2 separate regions of the Mus musculus genome follow, and region 2 is linked to region 1. The links are chromatin contacts, called in public HiChIP or PLAC-seq maps. All regions are on one chromosome and are shown on one strand. Each heading gives the region's core, a stretch centred on a gene start, on an enhancer-like site or on the middle of the called end of the contact. The rest is flanking DNA. Distances are from core to core; before and after follow the strand shown.

What was found. HiChIP or PLAC-seq counts read pairs in DNA pulled down with a chosen protein or histone mark.
Region 2: a contact with region 1 is called in an H3K4me3 HiChIP or PLAC-seq map of the SCID.adh cell line, with 14 read pairs. The contact joins two enhancer-like sites. A contact is called at or near these places in 5 of 484 Hi-C or Micro-C datasets (bone marrow-derived macrophages, epidermal suprabasal cells and extraembryonic endoderm stem cells) and 3 of 115 datasets of contacts at active chromatin or transcription factors (the SCID.adh cell line, bone marrow-derived dendritic cells and bone marrow-derived macrophages).

What each region holds. Positions count from the first base shown.
Region 1 is chr10:26,560,423-26,567,408 of GRCm38.p6, forward strand. No RefSeq gene overlaps it. Among named protein-coding and RNA genes, the nearest start is that of Gm30034, 130 kb to the left of the region's middle. Within about 2 kb of position 4,304, at least 97 of the 459 cell types and tissues checked have an H3K27ac peak or open chromatin away from gene starts, as enhancers often do. A contact at or near this core is called in the SCID.adh cell line, where this site is marked.
Region 2 is chr10:26,695,949-26,702,210 of GRCm38.p6, forward strand. All of the region lies in intron 1 of Gm48893 (a long non-coding RNA gene), which reads left to right. Among named protein-coding and RNA genes, the nearest start is that of Gm48893, 3.8 kb to the left of the region's middle. Within about 2 kb of position 4,128, at least 2 of the 459 cell types and tissues checked have an H3K27ac peak or open chromatin away from gene starts, as enhancers often do. A contact at or near this core is called in the SCID.adh cell line, where this site is marked.

The sequences.
Region 1 (6,986 bases), core at 3,054-5,553:
GGGGTTTGCAACCCCATAGGAAGAAGTACAATGAGGATTTTAAACCAGTTATTAGACATATTTATAAACTGCCTTCCGGGTGCCCTGTATCTAGGAACCAGGGTCTTAGATGAGGGCATAAGTGCAAGCAAGAGATTGTTTTACATCTAGGATAGAGTACAGGGAGGAGGGTGGTGGCAATAAAGAGCAGAAGAAGCCAATACATACAAAGCATGCTTTGTAGGAAGACCCTTGGGGACTGGACGGATTACATGTGGAAGGAAGGCTTCCTGCCAAACCTCAGTTTGGCACCATCCTGGCTTGGACTGCATTATATATACAGTCATTCAAATAGCTGTTGCCCATTCTCTTCATACTTTGTAAAACAATAAAAAATTGGAAATGTCCAAACGTTAGCATTAACGATCAAGTACAGGTTTCACAAACATGAGATTTCAACTTTAGAATGGCTGTTCCGTTAGGAATGCTTGAAGCAATAAATTCAAACTTTAAGTGGTTCCTCAATGAAATCTAAAGTAGTTAACAGTATATTCAGTGTTTTTAGGGTAAGAAAAATTAAAGATTGGTCATTAACTATATAAATCTATTGTTGGAGCTTGTTTTTAAAAGAAAACTACATTTAGTATTTTTTAAAAAATTTTCTCCTCTAGATATTTGCTGATGACCGCTATTTATTGTTTATTATTGTTAAACTTCAACCCAATCTTGCCACTCTTCATGGCTCCATGCCTTGAAATGCTGCCAGTCCATCAGTACATACTGAAAACTAAAGGACTAGCTCACTTATTGTAAAATGTTTATTTGGGCTTTTAAAAATATTTATTTGGTCACAGGATACTCTAAGCACTTGTTATCTGTTTGAGTTATAAAAGTGAAGAGATTGGGTCAGATACTTCAGTTGCCTTTTTAGCATCGATGATCTAGTGAGTGTTCAGACGTTCATACGTACAAACAGGTAACCAACAATAATGCCCACAGCTGACATGGGCCATGATCAGGCTACATTAACAATACTGTTAAGAAGACTGAGAAGGTGGGTGAGGAGGGTTAGAGAGGAGATTAGAACACTCTCTGGGGTGGATGATCCGCAAGCTGAGACCAAAGCTTGATGTTTCTTTGCCATTGATGAGATCATTGGTAAAAAGTGGCCACTTAAATTACAAGGAAATCTGGGCACTTACTGCTCCAGGGGCCATACCTTTTCTCTCTCCGACAGGACACAAGTCATAAATCTCACAAAAATAGTAAGATTGTGTTTATTTTTAAAGCTGAACTCTAGGAAGGTAAGTGATTAATTAATTACTCAGGTCAAACATGGAAGGAAAGAAATGAGTCAGTGTAAGAATAAAAGTTTTCAGGCAGCATTGAAAATGGTACGTTTGGTTTTACCGTGGCTCTACTTTATGAGAGTGTTGCTTGTGTATCGCTATAACCAACTTATCTGAGAGAACAATTTAAAGGCCAGGATGTCTTTGGCTCATGATTTCAGAGGGTTTGTTCATGGCTCCTTGGGTCTAGGCTCTTGGGCAGAAAGAACAACATTATGGCAGGAGCAGGGGGTCCATGAGCTTTCTCATTTACTCTATTGCATCCAGAAAGGAGATGGAGGGAACCAGGCAGGTAGGCACATAGACAGACACACAGACAGACAGACACACACATGAGAAAGACCAAGAGAGAGACAACAGAGTGAGAGACAGAGAGACAGAGACAAATACAAAGACAGAGAAAGAGAGATCAGATAACCCAAGGACCAACTTCCTCCATGGGATTCCACTTTATGAAGGTCCCACGAGCCCTCTGTGCTGTATAGTGTTTTGTTGTTGCTGTTGTTTTGTTTTATTTTTTTCCACTTGACACAAGCTGGAGTCATCTGAGAAGTGGGAACCTCAATTGAGAAAATATCTCCATCAAACATTTTCTTGATTAAAGATTGATATAAGAAAGGCCCAACTCACTGTGGACATTACCAACCCTGGGCAGATGTTTCTGGGTTAATTGAATAAGAGACCAAATTGAATAAACGATGAAAACCAAGCCAGTAAGAGTTCCTCTCTGGCTTCTGTTTCAGTTCCGACCTCCAAGTTCCTCCCTTGAGGTCCTCTCCTGGCTTCCATTCATGATGATCTATACTTGGGACGCGTAAGCCAAGCAAACCTTTTCCTCCCTTGTTGCTTTTGGTCTCTATCACAGCAATAGACACCAAGTTGAGACATTCCTCAGAGTAGCTCCACCACCAGATTGGGACCAAAGAAGCAAGTGAGCCAGTGGGCAGGATTCATATTCGAATGTAACAGTGAGACATTCTAGCCTCACTGAATTATATGCTGTATAGAAACAAGAAAAAAACAGGGAGCCAAACAAGAACGTAAATGCAAGAGCCAGCAACACACTCATTACCTGGGGGAAATAAATCATTGTGTCTGAAGAGGTACACGTGTGTTCACTTGTGGTTTTGGCTTTTGCTTTGTAGGAAAGTGCCATAATATGGTGAAATATACAAACCTGATCGCTCAACAAGGGTTTCAGAATTTCTTCTTTGCAAACATCAAGGCCCGTGTCCCCGCAGAGTGGCTTTGATATCTTCTCTAGAGACAGGCCTATGGAAAACACTGCCTTTGTATCTTGGGCACATTCTCAGCGAACCTGCTCACCGGTGGCCCGGCTGTCTGCTCCTGCCAAGCTCTCCTTTTCTGCATATAAAATAATATAACATCTACAGATCAGTTAGAAATCAGAAGGCTGATTTTCAAACATCTCAACTGTTAGGCATGCAGTTAATTTAGTTTGCTCAAGCAATAATGCACACACCTGGCAGCGTTTGTGTTATAAATAGCTCCCCAGTTCATATCACATTCCACTTTGCAACCATCCTTGTTCCTAGCCTGTTGGGCAGGAGGTGGAATGCTGATAATGAACTTGATACCACCAGGAACTGTTCTTTTGAAGTTAGAAACCAACTTGCCATCCAAAAAGAGAGAATTGACTGAGGACCAGGTACAAATGCAACGTAAATTATTGACTCTGATGTTCTTTCATGTGCATTGCAAGTTTAAATTTTGGGTTCAGACTCCCATCTCTGGAAACTTTCTCGCTGTATTCAGTTTATATTCATCACCTCTTTTCAACTGAACACCGAATGCACAGCAAATTGCTCAGGAAATGGTTTTCTTTGGTGATTGTCACCAAAGCCACCACCTCACCATAGATATGAAGGGAGATACACATGAACAAGAATCTGCCTTTTTAATGCATGTGTTTTCTCCTCATTTATCATTTGGCTAATGACCTCATCAATGCTTATAAAGTACGTTGAAGCTGAGCTTGATCCCCTAACATACCAGTTAGTAAAACTTCTGCTTCATCTTACTTGCTACCAGAAACAACCCAAGTCCTTTTGTGTGGCTCAGTATTTGACCAAAGGTATCATCTTGGAAACATGCTACAAGTCAGAACAAATCAAAACCCAATAAATCCATAGAGATAAGCAACCCTGTGTGTGTCTTTAAATGACATTTTAGTTATCTCAATTATTAGTTTATTTGTTTATTTGAATTTCATTTAGTTTGGTGGAAAGAAATGATCAGGAAATAAATTGCCCCTGTCCTGCTCCATCTGTGGGAGCTGAGCATTGGTGGGCAATGTGTTCTTTAAATACATTTAGCTTAAGTCCTTTGGAACGCTGGTTCTTATCTGTGAAGCTTGGTAGTTGCTACACAAGCTGGATTCTATGTCTTCATTAAATTTTAATTAGGCAACTTCTAATCCCGCTCTTTATATTGTAGTACAGCTTATAAAAGTGAAGTTATGTGATAGAGTTGTGCCTACCAAAGTCCTTCAGATGATGTCTCCAATGCTGTTAGTTCAGTTAGATCCCAAATGCATCTTGCTGAGTGTCCCTTTCTGCTTGCCTTCCAAATTCACGAAAATTTCAGGAAAATTTAATCCGTATGTTTCTGTTTCATTCATTCTTAACTCATCATATCGTTGGTTTCGAAAAACAATTTCAGATCCAAGAAACCTAAGGATCGTTAAAAAAATACTTGTAATCTGGTTCTGGCCACATTTTTCTTCGATTGATGCATATGCAATGTACAGTGTTAAGTATTAGAGATTACTTCACCACTCCCCACCCCCACTCCACTTTAACTTCAAAATATACTGGTAACAGGGAACTTCCAACGGCAATCAAATGTGAAATGACTGTGCATTTCTGCCAGCAGCTGCCTTGCCAAGCCCGGGCTGACTCGATCAGCGTGAGCCCGTGGAACAAAGCCAGCTGCTTCGCCTCTTAATCGACTTCAGTGTTCTCGGAGTCTCATATAAACTTTCTTCACTGACTCACCATTTAAAAACTCAAGTCGCCTACAAGGATACAAACCTGTCATCTGGTAAAAAGTGCAAGCTAAGGCATGTCTGAGCCCTTTTCGAACAATGAAGTATCACGTTTGGCAATTATTTTGTTTGAAAATGGGAACTCCTTTCTTTCAATCTTGTACAATATTGCTTAGTTTGGTTTTTTTTTTTTTCTTTGTCTTTTTAAACATCATTTTGGGGACATCAAATCGCATTACAGGGGACTTTAGAATTCATTTAAAAATAATTACTTCAGATACCTAAGACATTAACACGCAAATAACAAATAGATGTTTATGCATTGGCTCCTGGTTGAAGCAATCTGGTTGGCATTTTCTCAAGAGGATTATTTAAATTTCAAATGGAACAACATCTCATTTTGATTTCTACAAATATGCTAAGGCACAGAAGTAATTTATATGTACATGGAACTCTTCATTTAAGTACCTGGGTACTTGAGGATAATTAAAATACAAAGTACTCTTATTAACTTTCCCTTTTAAGTTTCCACCCTTTTGCTTCTTCCTTGAGAATAAGAGGGGGTTTCGAGAATGGATTGTCAAGAACCTAGGACTCCTTTTACACACACACACAGACACACACACACACACACACACACACACACACCGTTATTGAATTCAGGGCTGTAGTCCCCTTTTGTAACTCTTTTCCTTGCATCCTTGGGAACTGATGCTCCAGTCTCCCCTTACACACCCATTTTCAGTCTCCCCTTACACACCCATTTTCAGTCTCCCCTTACACACCCATTTTCAGTCTTCCCTTACACACCCATTTTCAGTCTCCCCTTACACACCCATTTTCAGTCTCCCTTTACACACCTGTTTTCAGTCTCTCCTTACACACACATTTTCTTTTCAGAGTGTCTTTTTTTCCTAAACCTTCATCTCATTCATTGCCACAGTCAGAGGCGTTATGCTTATTGACTTGAATGTCCACAGTTTCACTGAGGAAATGAATGCCAGAGTCAAAATGATGCAGTGTTGTAAATCAGAAGGTTCTACACCAGGTTCAGCAGGAGGTGTGGATAATTCCCACTCTTATGTCATTGGTCATCAGTTTCATTACCATCATCCCCCATTGGTTCATTAATGGCTCTCAGAATGTTCCCAGAAATGCAAACATGGGAGTTACTCTAGGCTTACTGACTCAGAAACTGTGAGCTGAAGATCGTTGATCTGTATTTTAACAAGGGTGATTCTAATCTTTAGTCCTGAAACTAAACAGTGTGTGCTGTGTGTGTATGAGTGTGTTTGTGTGTGTTTGTTTGTTTGTGTGTGTGTGTGTGTGTGTGTGTGTGTGTGTGTGCATGTGGAAGCCAGAGGTCGACATCAGGACCGTCTTCAGTGGCTCACCACCTGAATTGTTGGGATCTCTCACTAAACCTGAAACTCATTGGTCTAACTCACTTGTGAGCAAACCCTAGAGATCTTGTCTCTGCTTCCCAGCACTGGGATGACAGGTATGTGTGGCATGCCTGGCTTTTGACAAGGGAGATGGGATGTGAGCTCAGGTCTTCATGTTTGCACAGCAAGTACTTTATCGGCTTGGCAATCTCTGCCTAACCCTACCATCTCACCTCCCTTCTGTTGCTGTTGTCATTGTGAGCGATGCCGTCTCATGCTCTAGGCTGACCTCAAAGTCGTAGTTCAGGATGGCTTTGAGCTTCTGACCCTGCTACGTTCTACCTCCCAAGGGCTGGGATTGCAGCCCCTGAACCACCTTTCCTGTGACGTTAATGTAATTACAAAATCATGAAGTCACACTCCCCCTTTTGTATGTCCACCATGACGACACCTGCCCATTCTGTCATAGAAATGTTCTTAAAAACCTCTCATTAACCAAAATTCCAAGAGATGTCCTTTTTGTTCCTATTAAAATATTTTTCTCACTTGCAGATGTCTATTTGCCCTAGAACAGTGGCCTTTTATTTTGAACCCGAATCCAACATTCCTGTGTGAGCAAGGGGCCTTCATCATGTAGCATCTCACCTGTTGTTCAGCAGTATCCCTCTTTAACAAGCAGCTCACATAGCCTCCCTTCTTCTTCTTATCCACAATGCCTTCCTTTTTCTCCTCATCACTCTTTAATCTCTTTCTATTGGAAAACTCAACCCATGTTCCTCAAATTAGGGTTCTAACTTATTAATACTTATTCTTACTCTAAGACAACCATATTACATTTGCTCCAACCTATTTCCTTTCTCTCCTGGCATTATTTCAGGTATGTATAGTATAAGTGCTTTTCTTTAGCCTCTTAATGTTTGTCTGCACAGAACTATCCCTTATTGTGATTATATTTCAGGACCCAATTTACTGATTAAAAAATCTAAATTAGTGAAATCAATGCTTGTCTATGTGTATATGTCTGCAGACATATACCTTCTCTTTATTGTAGGAAAGTCCATTAAAGCTATGAACAGAAAAAACAAACAAAACACCAACATTGTTATTTCCCTGGCTTCTTGAAATAAAACAATCTATTTATTTTTAACACACACCATACATATATGCACTTGATGTAGCAATGTCCTGCATTTTTGTCTTAATTTTTAAAAGGCAATGAATAATAGATGTGCAGAAGTCCTAGAAATGGGACACAGTTTAGGGAGA
Region 2 (6,262 bases), core at 2,878-5,377, 140 kb after region 1:
ATTCTGACAGAGATTAAACACAGCATTCTTATTCCCTCTGACTTCTACCTCTTTGGACTCCAAAACTGGCCACCTTGGTAGAATTTTGCCTTGATCCTGCCATTTAACGTTCCATTGGCAAGATCAGGTTAAAGATAATTTATTATATTTAGAAATGAAGCTCCCTGCTTTTTTTTCCCATTAAGTAAAAGAACTTGGACTATAAGTAAACTGATTAAAAATAAAACATAAAAGCCCTAAAACTTCAAAAAAAATTACCCTGTCAGCCAAAAAGAGTACAGGTGACGCTAACACCTTAACATTAACTTATGTAGCATCAACTTATGTAGCTGGCTGTGTGCACACCGTGTTCACCTGGTGTTTGTATTGCTGTCGAGAGGTGCCCAGTATTTATTTTTGAGAAATAAGCACATAACTTTGTACAGAATGTTGGGCAAGATGGGATATCTTCAGAGACATCAGCTGAAAAGAGCCATTTTCCAAATGCAGTTAGGTAGGTAAGGGTGTGTGAGTTTGTGTGTGTGTGTGTGTGTGTGTGTGTATGTATGTATGGATTGGAAACTGTGGAGTCAGACTTCCAGATGGTTCTTCATGTAAAGCAAGCAGGAGTGTGGTGAGCTTTTAGAACTTAAACCAGAAGCAGTTGAATCAAATCTAAAACACACATTTCAAAAGAAAAGGCACCCAAATGGCCATTTAATTGCAGCGACAACTTCCGTTGCTATCACATTGCCTGGATGTTTTAAAGAAGGAAGCACTCTGCAAGCAAATGAAATGGTTATAGCTTCCTGAGCCTTACCTGACCATCGTCGACTTAGTCAGTGGGTTAGGAAGATGCCTTTGTCCTACTTTGGTATTAGATATCTTTCATCCTTACTAAAATAATTCACATTAATAGCTTACACAAAATAGTAACTTATTTCCCTTAGATGTTGAAGAATTGATTTCCTTTCCCCCTGTATCAAAGCTAAAACAGTGCAAATACAGAGTAAACATGAAAAGATGAGGAGGAAGAAAACGGCGTGGGGGTGCGTGATGCTCAGCTGTTAATTGTCGGAAAGATGAACTTTGTGGACAAGGCTTTTAAAGTCTTTATTAAAATGTCAGCTACTGCTTGCAAAACATTCCTCTGTGGGCACATTTAACAATAAGCAGGTGACACTATCAGTCTTGACACAATCAGCTATTGCTTTAACACCTGCTTTATTTTGGCATTGATGTCCCCCGTAAGCACCTGCCGTCCGCCACAGCAGATCTATACCAGTTGTGAACATGGACCTGACACACGAAATTAAAGCAGGTGGGAAAGGCCAGAGCTGTGTGTCCTAGCCTTGAAAAGGGCCAATTAAAGATAATGATGGAAACTTCGAAACACATTGTAACCTCTAGATGAAATGGAATAAGAGGCACAAATTTGAGCACCTTGCTTCAATTGAGAGAGTTGAAACTCCCTGTTTCTAGTTTGTTCTGAAGTAGAAGATTCTAATTAAAGTTTTTTTGTGTGTGCAAAAGAAAAACCCCTTTTTACAGTTTGATTTCCCTGGAGGAGACCTATGCTTTCCTTTTGTTGCTGCGGCTAATCATTATCATCATCATTGTTGTTATAATTGTGGTGGTGGTGGTTTAAATACACAGGTAATATCATGAGCAGCAACCCTACTCTGAGCTCTCTGCTTACCCATGACCCTACAAAAACTACCTGTAAAGGACAGGGCTCAGATTGACTCTCGCTGAAGATCTCCAAGGTCTCCTCCATTTACAAGTCTCTGTGTAGTTAATACAAGCCGTACCCTTGTCAGAAGCTCCCAATAACCTAAGGTCTTGAGAAAAGAACAGCCACAAGATCAAAACCATCTCCCAGACCCTTTCCTTGGCTGGTTCTTGCTCTCTTTATGGGACTTTTGGAAAGTATGTTTATAAGTCCTTACTGAACAGTAACTGTCTTGAGTATAGTTTGACTTTTCAAGTGCTCTCTTGTTAAAAATCTCATATGCAATCACCTGGAATAGCTTCCTCAAAAGGAAGAAGAGAACAAAGTCATTTGCATATTTGAATGGTCAGGACAGACAGTGCTTCTGGCTCTCCTCTCCTTCACCATCTTTGAATTATGACTCCGGAGGAAGAGGCAAACTATTCAGTTTTGTCTCTGTGCTTCTGTTTTAGGACTGTGAGACCAAGGGTGTATGTGGGGGCGGGGGTCCTCCTCTTTCATTGAGATCCATCTTCACTAGGCACCAATAGTGTGTCTCCAAAACCGTACAGGAAAGAGGGTTTGTATGGTGAGCTAAGCTGTGGAGCACATGCTAGAAATGCTAGAAAACTTCATTTTCTCTTAGTAATTCAATGGGACTAGATAGGTATCGAGTTCTAACACAGCTAAGCACATACCTTCCTTGCTCTTCATTGTATGAGAATGCATTCCTGCCTCTACTACTTTTTAGAAGAACTTAGTATGGTAAAAGAACAAAAGTCTACCATATTTTGAGACGAACTCAGCTAGTGTTTAGCATGAGGATCAAGATTAGCTGTGGCCTGCTCATTCTCAAATCCTGTACTAGGAAATAGCCAAGAAGTTCACTGAAAGTCTTCATGAGTAAGAGTAGTTTTATTTCATTAATGAGGTATCCATCCTTCACCACCCCCCAGCAGATGGTTCCAGTCAGTTTCAAAGAGCTAATCAATTATATTTGTGTAACACACAAGATTTTAGTCCCGGTTCTCAGCTGCTTCATTTTTTATTAAATGAGACTTCTTTTGCTTAGTTTACCCATAGCTTTCATTTTATCAACGTATAAAAGGACAATGGTCTCTGTCCAGGTTGAGAAAAATGTTAACTGGGATCTAGGCAAAAATCCTAAAGTATCCAATTAATTCTAGGATTGATGTACTCGTGTCCAAGTTTGCCAGGGAGTGTACCTTATCCTCAAAAGTGGTGTTAGCTTCAGCCAGGACGTTCAGGTTGCCCCTGCTGGAGATAGTCTGAGAATAAAGGCACAGGGCTGAGCTTTGAGAAAGCCTGGTCCTGCTTCTGTGTGTGCATGGTTTTGGTCAAGTAGGCCAACAAAGGAGGATAGGCATAGGTCATGCCTAGCATCCTTCAAACATCCAGTTCACTCAGAATCTGAATATTTGAACTTTCTTAGAGCCGTAAAGAACTTTAGGCAGGTTTACAGGACCCCACACCTACCCCTATGCATGGCAGGAGCTGGGGTTGATCTGGGAGCAGGGTTAAAATCAGGGAACATATTCCTGTGGTTTTTGCTGCTTTGCTTTCTTTGCCTTTGTTACAGAAATGCTTTGTTACACACACAGAGTGGAGTTCATTGGAGAATATGTGGTCACAATGTGTGTGTCTAAAATAACGAGTGTCAGTAAGCAGGGCTAAGGAGATAGGGACCTTCGTGTGTATGGGCTGAAGATGTAGGAGACCAGGTTAGTCGTGGGCTTTCTGTAGAAACTAAATTTCTATTTTAATTTAAAATTTAAAATTCTTTTGAGAGTTTAGTACCTGATTACTGTGTTTACATAGTTTTTATCCTCCTCTCCACGGAAACTCCTCTTCATATCCCCCACTCCCTCTTTTTATGTATACATATACATACATACCACCTATGGCACCCATCTAGTATTGCTTGTATGTGTTTGTACTTGAGATTTGATAGCCTATCAAGGGAGCTTTTCCCTGAGGGAAAAAATGGAATCTCCCTCACTTGGCAGCCATTGGCTGCCTGTAGTTCATCATCTAGGAGAGGAACCTCGTGAAGTTTCCCCCAGTTGTAGTGGCATGTCACTTGGTGACTACATTCTTCAGGTCTTATTTAGGCAACCATATAGTTAAGATTCCATGGGCGTAGCTCCCTTTTGTATGCAAATAAATGAAACTCGCAGGTAAATGCATAGAATTAGAAAATACTCTTGAGTGTGGTAACGGAGACCCAGAAGACAAATGCAGCTTGTTCTGTCTTGAGGAACTCGGATCCTGGTCTCTAGACTTGAATAAATAACCTGGAGGAACTGCAGAAGCCAAGAAAGTAGCAAGGAGCCTCAGGGAAGGGGGAGGCGACTGGAATTTTAAAGCAAAGTGGAATTTATTGGAGGATCTGGCATTTGAAAGTGCTGTGGCTGCCACAAGGAATGAGTAAGGGCAGAGTAGGAGGGATAGGAAGCTGTGTGATCAAAACCTATGTGCCATGGGTATGTGAGCATCATGCCTTGACTGGTACTTAAAAATAACAGCAGTTTGTATTTTCAAGCTAGAATGGCTTTTCTTATTTTGTGGATCGAAGCTGTAGTGGTTTGTTTCCAGACATCTAAAATCCAACCTCCTCCATGACAGGATGTTAATTTAAGCTATTCTTCATATTGTATTCCCTGACTTGGGAGTTTTAACCTCCCCAGCCCCCTTTCATTTATTTTTTAGAGTGTGGTCTTGAACTCATGGTTCTTTGAGCTAAGCCTTCCACTCAGTCAGGAGTCTTATTTTTTATAAGCCTTTCAAATGAAAAGGAAGAAAGTTCTTTAGCACTTCCTCAAAGAAAGAGTATCTGTGCAAATAAAGAAAAGCCACACACAAATGCTTCTCCCTTTCATGCTATAAGCTGTGGCTTTGGTTCAATGAACTCTTGAGTCCTGGCTCTGTTAAGCACTGTCCTGTAGTAGTTCCTGCTGACATTTGCATATAAAAGTATCCACAGGCTTAGGTGTGAGCATAATTGTTCCCCAGCTGGTAGCACTGTTTTGGGAGGTTGTGGAACATCTGAGTTTGGAACCTAGCTAGAAGAGGGTTTGAACTCCTCCACATCTGGCCCAGGTCTTTGTTTCCTATTCTGCAAGATCTAAGGAGTCCAAGCCACCATGATCTTATGACCATCAACCACACCATGATAGACTCCACCCTCAGAACCATGAGCCAAAATTAACCCTTCCTCCGTTAAGTTGCTTCTTTTCAGGCTATTGATCACCGTGACAAAAGGAATACAATACCCAAATTGTTGTTCTCTTTAAGATTGGTCTTGGCAGTGTTAGCCTGTTCAATACCACATATCTAGACTACTCTATAAACTACTCAAAAATACATGGTCATTCTTGGCTTATCCTCATTTTCTGTCTCCTTTCCTCTCTTACTATTTTGTGAGTTCTTTCTTGATGTTCCCAATATTGAGCTTTAAGCCACTGTACCTGCTATTTCCTTCAGAATGTGTGTGTGTCTGTATATTCATTCCAGCTAGAATATATAAATAGATAAAAGTTAAATATATATACATTTAATATATATTTATATATACATATATAATATATAGGTCTATATTATATTTTCTATATAAAATATGTAGATTTATATTGTGAATTTATATATGTATATATGACCATATAATATATAGCAAATTATATTATAGTAAATATATAAATAAATTATTAAATATCTACTAAAATATTTATATATTTAATTTAATATAACATTTTATATTTACATTAAATGATATGTTTTCTATATAAATAAATGTATATATTTAACTTTTAGCTGCTTGTAGCATTATTCTACCCATTGATTGATTCATTTCTTGGACAAATGTCATCCTTTTGTGACTATAATGCTTAGCCTCACCATGTCCTCGCTTGTAGGATAATGTGATCAATATTAAAGCATTGTTTCTGGATGCTTAAAGCATTGTCTTTTATCAGACTGCCATCAGTATGGCTTCTCCTTTGATGTTTGACTCTGTGCATATGGATGGACCTAACCGGTATTAATTGCTGAAAAAGTGGCAGGTGGACAAATGACATTGAGCACTTTTTTCTTTAGAGTCCGTCTTTGAACGGCTTCTAGGCTGGGGATGTTTGTGCTTGCCAGAAGGTGCACATTTCTGGGTGTGGTTTGCTCTGGTTTTGTCTGTCTTGAGCTCTGCTGCATCCTTTTTTTAAATTTATGAGTTGGATAAATTATAGCTCTGGGTGAAATCTGGTCTGATAACCTGTTTTTGTAAATAAAGTGCTATCAGAGCAAGCTGTTTTTGTTCACATTCTGCATTGTATAGGGTACGTGAGTGTTTGTGACAGAGGCCATATGACCTGCAAAGGAGAACGTGCTGACCTGGTAGCTAAAGTTTGTTGCCCTTTGCTGTGACCTGAGAAGGAGCTGCAAGCTGAGGTCTGGATAGCAGCAGCAGGCAGCTGCCAGGCCCTTTTATGGAGTGATAATGCTGAGGTCAATGCTACTGTGACTACAAAAGGCTCATGGAAACTCTGAGAGCTTTACTTTAGC